Regions from separate parts of the Sus scrofa genome. Here region 2 is linked to region 1. Evidence: chromatin contacts called from public Hi-C data. All regions are on one chromosome and are shown on one strand. Each heading gives the region's core, a stretch centred on a gene start, on an enhancer-like site or on the middle of the called end of the contact. The rest is flanking DNA. Distances are from core to core; before and after follow the strand shown. Region 1 has its middle 53 kb from the start of ACSL3. Region 2 holds the start of ACSL3 (acyl-CoA synthetase long-chain family member 3).

Evidence for each region. Hi-C and Micro-C count contacts between places; a contact is called where the count stands out from the background.
Region 2: a Hi-C map of liver shows a contact between it and region 1, with 2.9 times the contacts expected there. The contact joins the promoter of ACSL3 here to the enhancer-like site in region 1. A contact is called at or near these places in 1 of 5 promoter capture datasets (liver), 5 of 47 Hi-C or Micro-C datasets (brain, liver and skeletal muscle) and 1 of 2 datasets of contacts at active chromatin or transcription factors (skeletal muscle).

Annotation. Positions count from the first base shown.
Region 1 is chr15:124,686,872-124,690,597 of Sscrofa11.1, reverse strand. No RefSeq gene overlaps it. Among named protein-coding and RNA genes, the nearest start is that of ACSL3, 53 kb to the left of the region's middle. Within about 2 kb of position 1,982, at least 3 of the 83 cell types and tissues checked have an H3K27ac peak or open chromatin away from gene starts, as enhancers often do. A contact at or near this core is called in liver, where this site is marked.
Region 2 is chr15:124,740,212-124,743,937 of Sscrofa11.1, reverse strand. ACSL3 (acyl-CoA synthetase long-chain family member 3) reads right to left here and starts at 1,924. Exons shown (of 16, transcript NM_001143698.1): 1 at 1,804-1,924.

The DNA.
Region 1 (3,726 bases), core at 733-3,232:
CAATAACGCCCATCCCAAATGGGGAAGAGTGAGGCCTTGGTCCCTGAGACACACACCCCCACCCCTCTCGCTGGCAGCCTCTGCTTTCCTCCCCCAGGCAAGGAGACCCGACGATGAAGCTGCCTCTGCCCTGAGCCCAGCCTCCTGGATGCCCAGGCCTCGCCCCAACTCAGGACCGCGGCGGGAGGGTGGCTGGGGTCTGCCTGAGAATTATAATGATTTTTAAAGCAAATAAATGGCCGTAATAAATAGACAGAATGAGTCCATGAAGGACTAGAGGTTTTAGCGTGTTTTTTTTTTTTTAAGGCCTAAAATTGCTGGGTTTTAGAACTTTTCAAATAACTGCTTTCAAATGCAATGTCAGAACAAGTCTTTGCAGAAGGCAGATGGCACTAAGTTCAAAAGGAAGACTTAAACGGGAGCCTTTCCCTCCTGGGGCCAAAGAAGATAAGCAGGAAAAGTTATTGCCAGGGGGGAAGGGAGCTTAGGGGAAAAACAGCGACCCTTTTATACATATTCAAGGTAACATTAACTCTTATACCTTCTGTGAGTTCAGAGACCCTGGCAGCACGAATCCATCCTAATGAGAGTAAACATTCTTTTTTTTTTTTTTTTGGTCTTTTTGTTGTTGTTGTTGCTATTTCTTGGGCCGCTCCCGCGGCATATGGAGGTTCCCAGGCTAGGGGTCCAATCGGAGCTGTAGCCACCAGCCTACGCCAGAGCCACAGCAACGCGGGATCCGAGCCGCGTCTGCGACCTACACCACAGCTCACGGCAACGCCGGATCATTAACCCACTGAGCAAGGGCAGGGACCAAACCCGCAACCTCATGGTTCCTAGTCGGATTCGTTAACCACTGCGCCACGACAGGAACTCCGAGAGTAAACATTCTTGAGGATAATCTCTAAAAGCGTGGACCTCAGGCAGTCTTCTCTTTAACTTTCCTATAACTTCAGGTATAGGAACTGCTTGTTGGGTTCCTGTTTTAAATCTTTGTCAACGTTTCCCTAACCAGAAAAAGGCAAGGCCTGTGACATCTTCAGAGCAGATTTCGAGGAGTTCCCTTGTGGTGGGGCGGGCTAAGGATCTGGCATTGTCACTGCAGAAACATGAGCGGGGTGTCAGTCCCTGGCCAGGGAATTTCTGCATGCTGTGAGCGCAGCCAAAAAAAAAAAAAAAAAAAAAAAAAAGAGAGCCGACTGCAAAATCTGAGGTTTACCTGTAGTGTTTCAGGTGCCACACGGGAGGCTCCTGGAGCTGATTACTGGGCATGTCTAAGAGCAGAAGTTCAGCAGCTCACACCACCCCATCAGTGTCCTAGGGCTCAGGCCACAGCAAGGAGCCGAGGGCCACCTCTGGGAGACTGTCAGCTCCCCAAGGCCAGCAGCCGGGCCTGTTTCCCCAACTGCTGGACAGCGTCTGGGGCAGAGGCTGTGCTCAGTAAATATTTGTTGAGTGACAAACAAATGAATGAACATCGGCTCTTGGGCAGCCCAGAACCACTTCTGGGGTTTCTGGTTCAGGATCTATACTACCTTTTCCAGCTGTCCCTTAAACTCTAGGTGGTGACCTCAGCAGTGCAAGGGTAGGAAATGCGTTTTTTTCCCAGAGCAGCTCTCGAGCCTGAGGATGTAGCGCACACCTCCCCGAGGGTGTTTTTGCACGTGGACATCACATCTTCCTCCACTAGGCAGTTTTCCAATATGACGAAGCTGATGTCTTCATCACCATCTCATTTCCAGCGCAAAAAGAAAAGTGGCCACGACTTCACCCTTAGACTGAGAACTTTGGACCCAGAGAGGAACACTTTTCAGGGAGGAGAAGCTCTCAAGAGGCAGCATGTCATTACAAGCTCTTGTCAAGGAGTGCCTGGAATCTGCACATTATACGTAACTCGAAAGAAAACACAACATTTAGTGCTGTCAGACAAAGGGCAGCTAAAAAATGGCTTTTCATTTGTCAGGGCATTAAGTATCCTTTGGATTTATCCTCAGAGCAAAGTTCTGCTTGCACTGCAAATATTGATTCTAGAAGCAATGAGCACAGCAGGATATAGGACCAAAGAATGTTATGCACAATAGGACTTTGTGGAAGAAATAGAGGATGCATCCAGGTAAAATCGGAATGTCATAAAATTCACGAATAACAAAGCATTTCCTTTTTCCTTTGGACAAGGTCCCATTTGGGGAAAGGATAGTAGAGTTTGGAATAAGCAAGTCTGCCCTTTAATCTTTAATGCAAGGGCCTTGAACTAATTCCAAGTTGCTTGTAGATATCACTGACCCACTAATGGAGGGTCTCAAAAATGTTACACAGATACATGGAGCTTCTGGCTACCCACGAGACGGGGGTGTTCATGAGCCTTAAATATTAAAAGTAAAGGCTGCTTACTGGAATATGTTTGAACACAGCCCTAAATCAGAAGGAAAATAAGAAGAGGTTAAAGGGAAATATGAAAGCAAGAAAAAAAAACAAAGAAAGGAGAGAGACGGAGGAGAACTTAGCATAGGAAGAGGAGGAGTTCCCTTGCGACTCAGTGGGTTAAGGATCTAGCATTGTCACAGAGGCACAGGTCTCTGCTGTGGCACAGGTTCCATCTCTGACCTGGAAACTTCTGCATGCCGTGTGCATAACCAAAAAAAAATAGGAAGAGGAGTTTACCGAGGGGAAGGCTTATAAAGGCAATCCTTAGCCGCTGCAATAACAGTAGCTCAAAGAAAGGATTTAGCCCAAAAATGGAGTGCTCAGAAAGTTCTAGATTTGGTGTTTGGTTCTTCATGCTGGATCATCAAGCTGAAGCCCAAGTCTTGATATTGGCTCAGAGAAATGTGTAATGTGTTCGTGATTAGGTGTAGTTCACCCCTGATCTAGATAGAAAGTGGAGGGAAGGAAGCAAAGGTTATATCATTGGGGAAAGATAGGTCGGGCCCAGTACAAAGACCCAGATTTATAAACCCTGCGATACTGTCAGATACTTGAGCCAACAAGTGAACAGGGAGGAAGATCCCTACACCATAGTCTGGGGCAGCTCAGAGAAGAGTCAGCAGGCAACTTGACCCTGATATTAAGCCAGCTTCTCCCACGGCGGCACTGAAACTAAGTTGTGGACATGATGGAAGACACCAAAAGGCTCACCAAGGCAGAGAAATACGGAAACCTCCGACAGATAACTCCTGGTCTGGTGGCAGAGACAAAATGATGTTGAGTCAGACAATAGACATGGTTTCCAGTCCCTGCTCTGCTATTTCCCAGTTGTGTGAGCTTGTACAACTAACCTCCAGATCGCTCCTTCTTTACCTGAACAATGTGGAATTATTGTAGGCTTGCCTTCAGCCTGCATGCACTGGAACAATAACCACTCTGATCATTTATACCCAGTGTTCTCACTGGCGGCACTCAAACCATGCCTATTGTTAAGGATTTTGAGTATCACTCCGGGTGTAGTAACGCCTGTTTTGAAAACAGTAACTAATATGCCCAAAGCCTACTGTGCATTGCCCGACACATCACACATCGTAGGCACCTAAATGAATAGTAGCTGTCACTACTTTGTTAAAATAGCGGCCATCCGGAGTTCCCATTGTGGCGAAGTGGTTAACGAATCCGACTAGGAACCATGAGGTTGCGGGTTCGGTCCCTGCCCTTGCTCAGTGGGTTAACGATCCGGCGTTGCCGTGAGCTGTGGTGTAGGTTGCAGACGCGGCTCGGATCCCACGTTGCTGTGGC
Region 2 (3,726 bases), core at 675-3,174, 53 kb before region 1:
TGCAAATGTCTTACAAACCCAGTAACTGAGACCCAAAGATGCTAGGTGCCTTGCCACCATAACCCTCACATCTGCTCCACACTCAACACTGCCATCCTACAGAACCAACCCAACTCTTTTTATAGAAAGGAGAAACCAAGAAAAGTCTAAAAAGAAAATGCCAGAGTGACTAGAGAAGCCTTACTCATCCCTAAGGATGAGAACTGCACTGGAAGGTGCCAGAACACAAAAGAAAAAAACAAACTCTGTGCAACGGACTCTCATGTCACAACACCTCTTCCCTGAAATAACCTTCTAATACACTTTCAGGAACAACTCAGCAGCATCCTGTGGCACCCTTCAACCCTTGGAACTCATCTGGGGAAACCAAAAAGTTGGGATGATCATAAACAGAAGGTATTATCAATTCATTGAGTAATAAAAATAATAATAAAATAAATAAATAGTTGCACCTAAAAAAAAAAAAAAGAAGGTATCATCAAACTACAGCTCTCCTGGCAGCCAAACAAAAATCCACTGTGTGACAACTTCAGCCAGCTACCGAGGAGAGGCAGCATAATATAGTGCTTAGATGTGAGAGCTCTGCATTTTCAGACAGGTGGGTCTGAATCCCAGCTTTTCTTTCTTGTTCTGATCTGGGGGAAAGTTAGGCCCAAATGGCAGTTTCTCCTGCTGTAAAATGATCCCTAGAAGGATGTTAACAGTTTTAGAGATACTATGCATAAAGCTCTTAGCACAAAGCCTGGAATGTTAATAAAGGCTCAATAAGCGTCAGCTGTTTGTCATTTTATTCAGCTATAATGACTTACACGAAGCCTAGCCCCTCTCTAGCCTTCAAATAATTTCAAAGACATCGTTATGCCCTATCTATTTTTGAAGGGCCCGATACACAATAGCTTAGAGCACATTTTCTAAATGCAGCCTAGACAAACGAGTTCTATGTCTCTGGGCCTCGGGTTCCTCATCTGTGAAACGGGTCTGATCATCTCAGCCTCACTGGATTGCTGGCAGTAAGCAGTCGCTCGGTATTGCACATTCCCTAACTAGTGTATAATTAAAATGCACCTGGGGAAAGGTAAACTTTCAACTCCAACCCCGAAACAACAGTATTAATCCCAGCCCCATCAGAACCGACTGCGGCCAGAACAAATACCACCAAAGTCGACGCATCTCACACCTCCAATTTCTCCTCACGCACTGCAGCAAAGCCCCCCGCCCCCCTGTGCGGCTCAGTTTCTCCGCTCCCAGGGACTACATTCAGAGCCGAGCTAGTGAAAGCAGCCAACCTCCCACCCCACCCCGCCCCCGGAACGCCGGGAGGGACCCCGTGTGTCCTTCCTCCCCCGGGCTGCGCGGCCGCTCCGCTGCGGTCCCCCAGTTCACGTGGGCCCTTCGGCCCGAGCCCCACCTCAGCCGCTTCCCGGATCCCACAGCGGCGCCTCCCACCCGGCCCGGCTGCTTCTCCCCACGTCGCGGGGGGAGCCCGCACCTCCGGCGCGCACACCCCCGGCGCCGGGATCGGCGGCTACGTCGGGGACCGGGGGGCGAGCAGGCCGGCAGCGTCCCTCCCCCAAAACACCGCCGCCCTCGGGCCCAGCTCGGTCGCACGCTGAGGCCAAGCCGCCAACCAAGCTCCGCTGCTCCCCACAACCGGCGCCGCACTCACCGCAACGCCGGGGCCCGGGTTCCTCCCGACTCCGGCCCACGAAGGCCTGGTTGCACCCCCAGAGCATTCACTCCCCGAGCCGCCTCCTGGGGACCCTGACGCAGCCGCCGCCGCAGTCGCGCTGCAAGGGGGCGTACCTCTGCTGCCTGGTCCGGCGCCGCAGCCGCAGCCGCCGCCTCCTACTCCTCCCAGTCGTCCCAGCTCTGTCCGCGGCGACTGGCACGGCTCCGCTCCCCGGCGCCGGCAGACCAGCGTCTGTTGAGCCGAACCGCCCGGGACGCACTCCCCCGGCCGGCGCTCGTTGCATATGCAGAGAGACCGCCGCCCATTGGCCCGGCGGCGGTGGCGCGTGCGGGGCTGGGCCTATCGAATTCCGGCCGGGAGCGCGGCGCGGGCGGCCGGGGGCGGGGCGGGGTTACTACAGGTCATTCCACGGAGCAGCGGCGGACGGGACCCAGCCGCAGCCGGCGCGGGGCGGGGAGCCGTCGGCGGGGAGGAATGGGACCACAGCTGCAGGGGGAGGGGAGCCGGGCTGCGCGGCCGGGAAGCTGGCGGAGGAGGGGAGGGTCCGACCGGGTCTACAGCGGAGGCCGTTCCTGGAGAAAAAGACTCCGACCCCCCCGCCCCCAAAAGATTTACAAACACAGTTATTACTCTAATGCATAAATCTTAATATAGATCAGAGGGAAATGCGCATATTATTTTCATTCTTAACGTGTTTACTTGTTTTGTTCTTGAACAAATTTGTCAAATTATTAAAATAAAATGATTTTTGGAAATGGCTGAAGCGAGAGGGGCTCAAAAATTCTAGCCATGTACCATGTTTATTATTTCTCCTGTTTTGACTTCTCTGAACCCTGCAAATAACCCTTCTCCCCTCAGTGCACTATTTATAAAAGATTGATATTTTTCAAAGGACAAAGTTTACCCCAAATTATCGTCTTTGGATGTTTTTCTTATGAAGCTAGAAGTGTTCCTGCATTTTAAGGAGGTTGCCATTATATCCCACGTTAGACAATACGGAAGGAAAAACAAAAGACACGGAACACAGGTAGACTGCCTTCCCATTAGCAAACAAACCAAAACACAAATGACTTAAACAATAGCTACAGTGCACAATAAGAAAGTTGACTTTCATTAAACAAATAGGAGTGGGATGAAGGGGGTTTTTTTTTAAATCCAACGAATTAGTGAACGAAGTTATAACGTTAAGTCAGATATGATACCACAGGAAATAAAACATTTAGAGGGTTTGGTTTGGTTTTGAAGTGATGAAGGCGCTAGAAATGGCTGTTTGAATAGTAAACCTCCCCGCGATGCAAAACTTGTGTTTAAGTAGGTGAAAGGTGACGTTCACGAGCCAACCGCAGGCTAAAGCAGGAGCTTGCTTCTCAAGAAAATCTCAAAATCAGTGATGCCGCCTCAACTTGAGCTAGGTGGAGTGATGAGGCTGAGAGCAAAGAAGGCTCACTCACCTCGGGCCCCAGGCCAATTTACCTTGCTAAAAAAAGGATACTCAGGCAACCTGATCTTCTACTAAGAAAGGAGGTTCCATTGCTCCTAATCTGAGGAAATGCTATCAAAAGATACACCCTGAAGATAAATGGAATGCAGAATTTCTTATCTGAAAAGATTGCCACCATTCTGCATGCAAAAGGAAGTATACCTTAAAAGTGGTTGTTCCAGAACCAAGAAAAGCCTCTAGCAAAATATGTAGTTTCCAAAGGAGGAACTTTTTTTTCCGTCAATAAGTGTGAAGCAGACTAGTAGAATTCCAGCAACACCTTAACATCTTTCTTCATTATCCCTTTCCATGTTTGTGTGTTTGTGTGGGTGTGAGAGAGAGGGAGAGAGAGAGATTTGTAAAAGAAAATATTCTTTGGAATTAAAATTCTAAATTCTCATCTTATTTGCTTAGGATAAACAGAAATGTAATATTTCCAGTCTCTAACATGTTTTATTTTTAAAATAAAATAATACATGCACAGTTGCTTTTCTTTTAGATGGGCTTTCAGTACATTTTTATTTTTACTTAGAGCTTTTGAGAGAATTTTAGAATT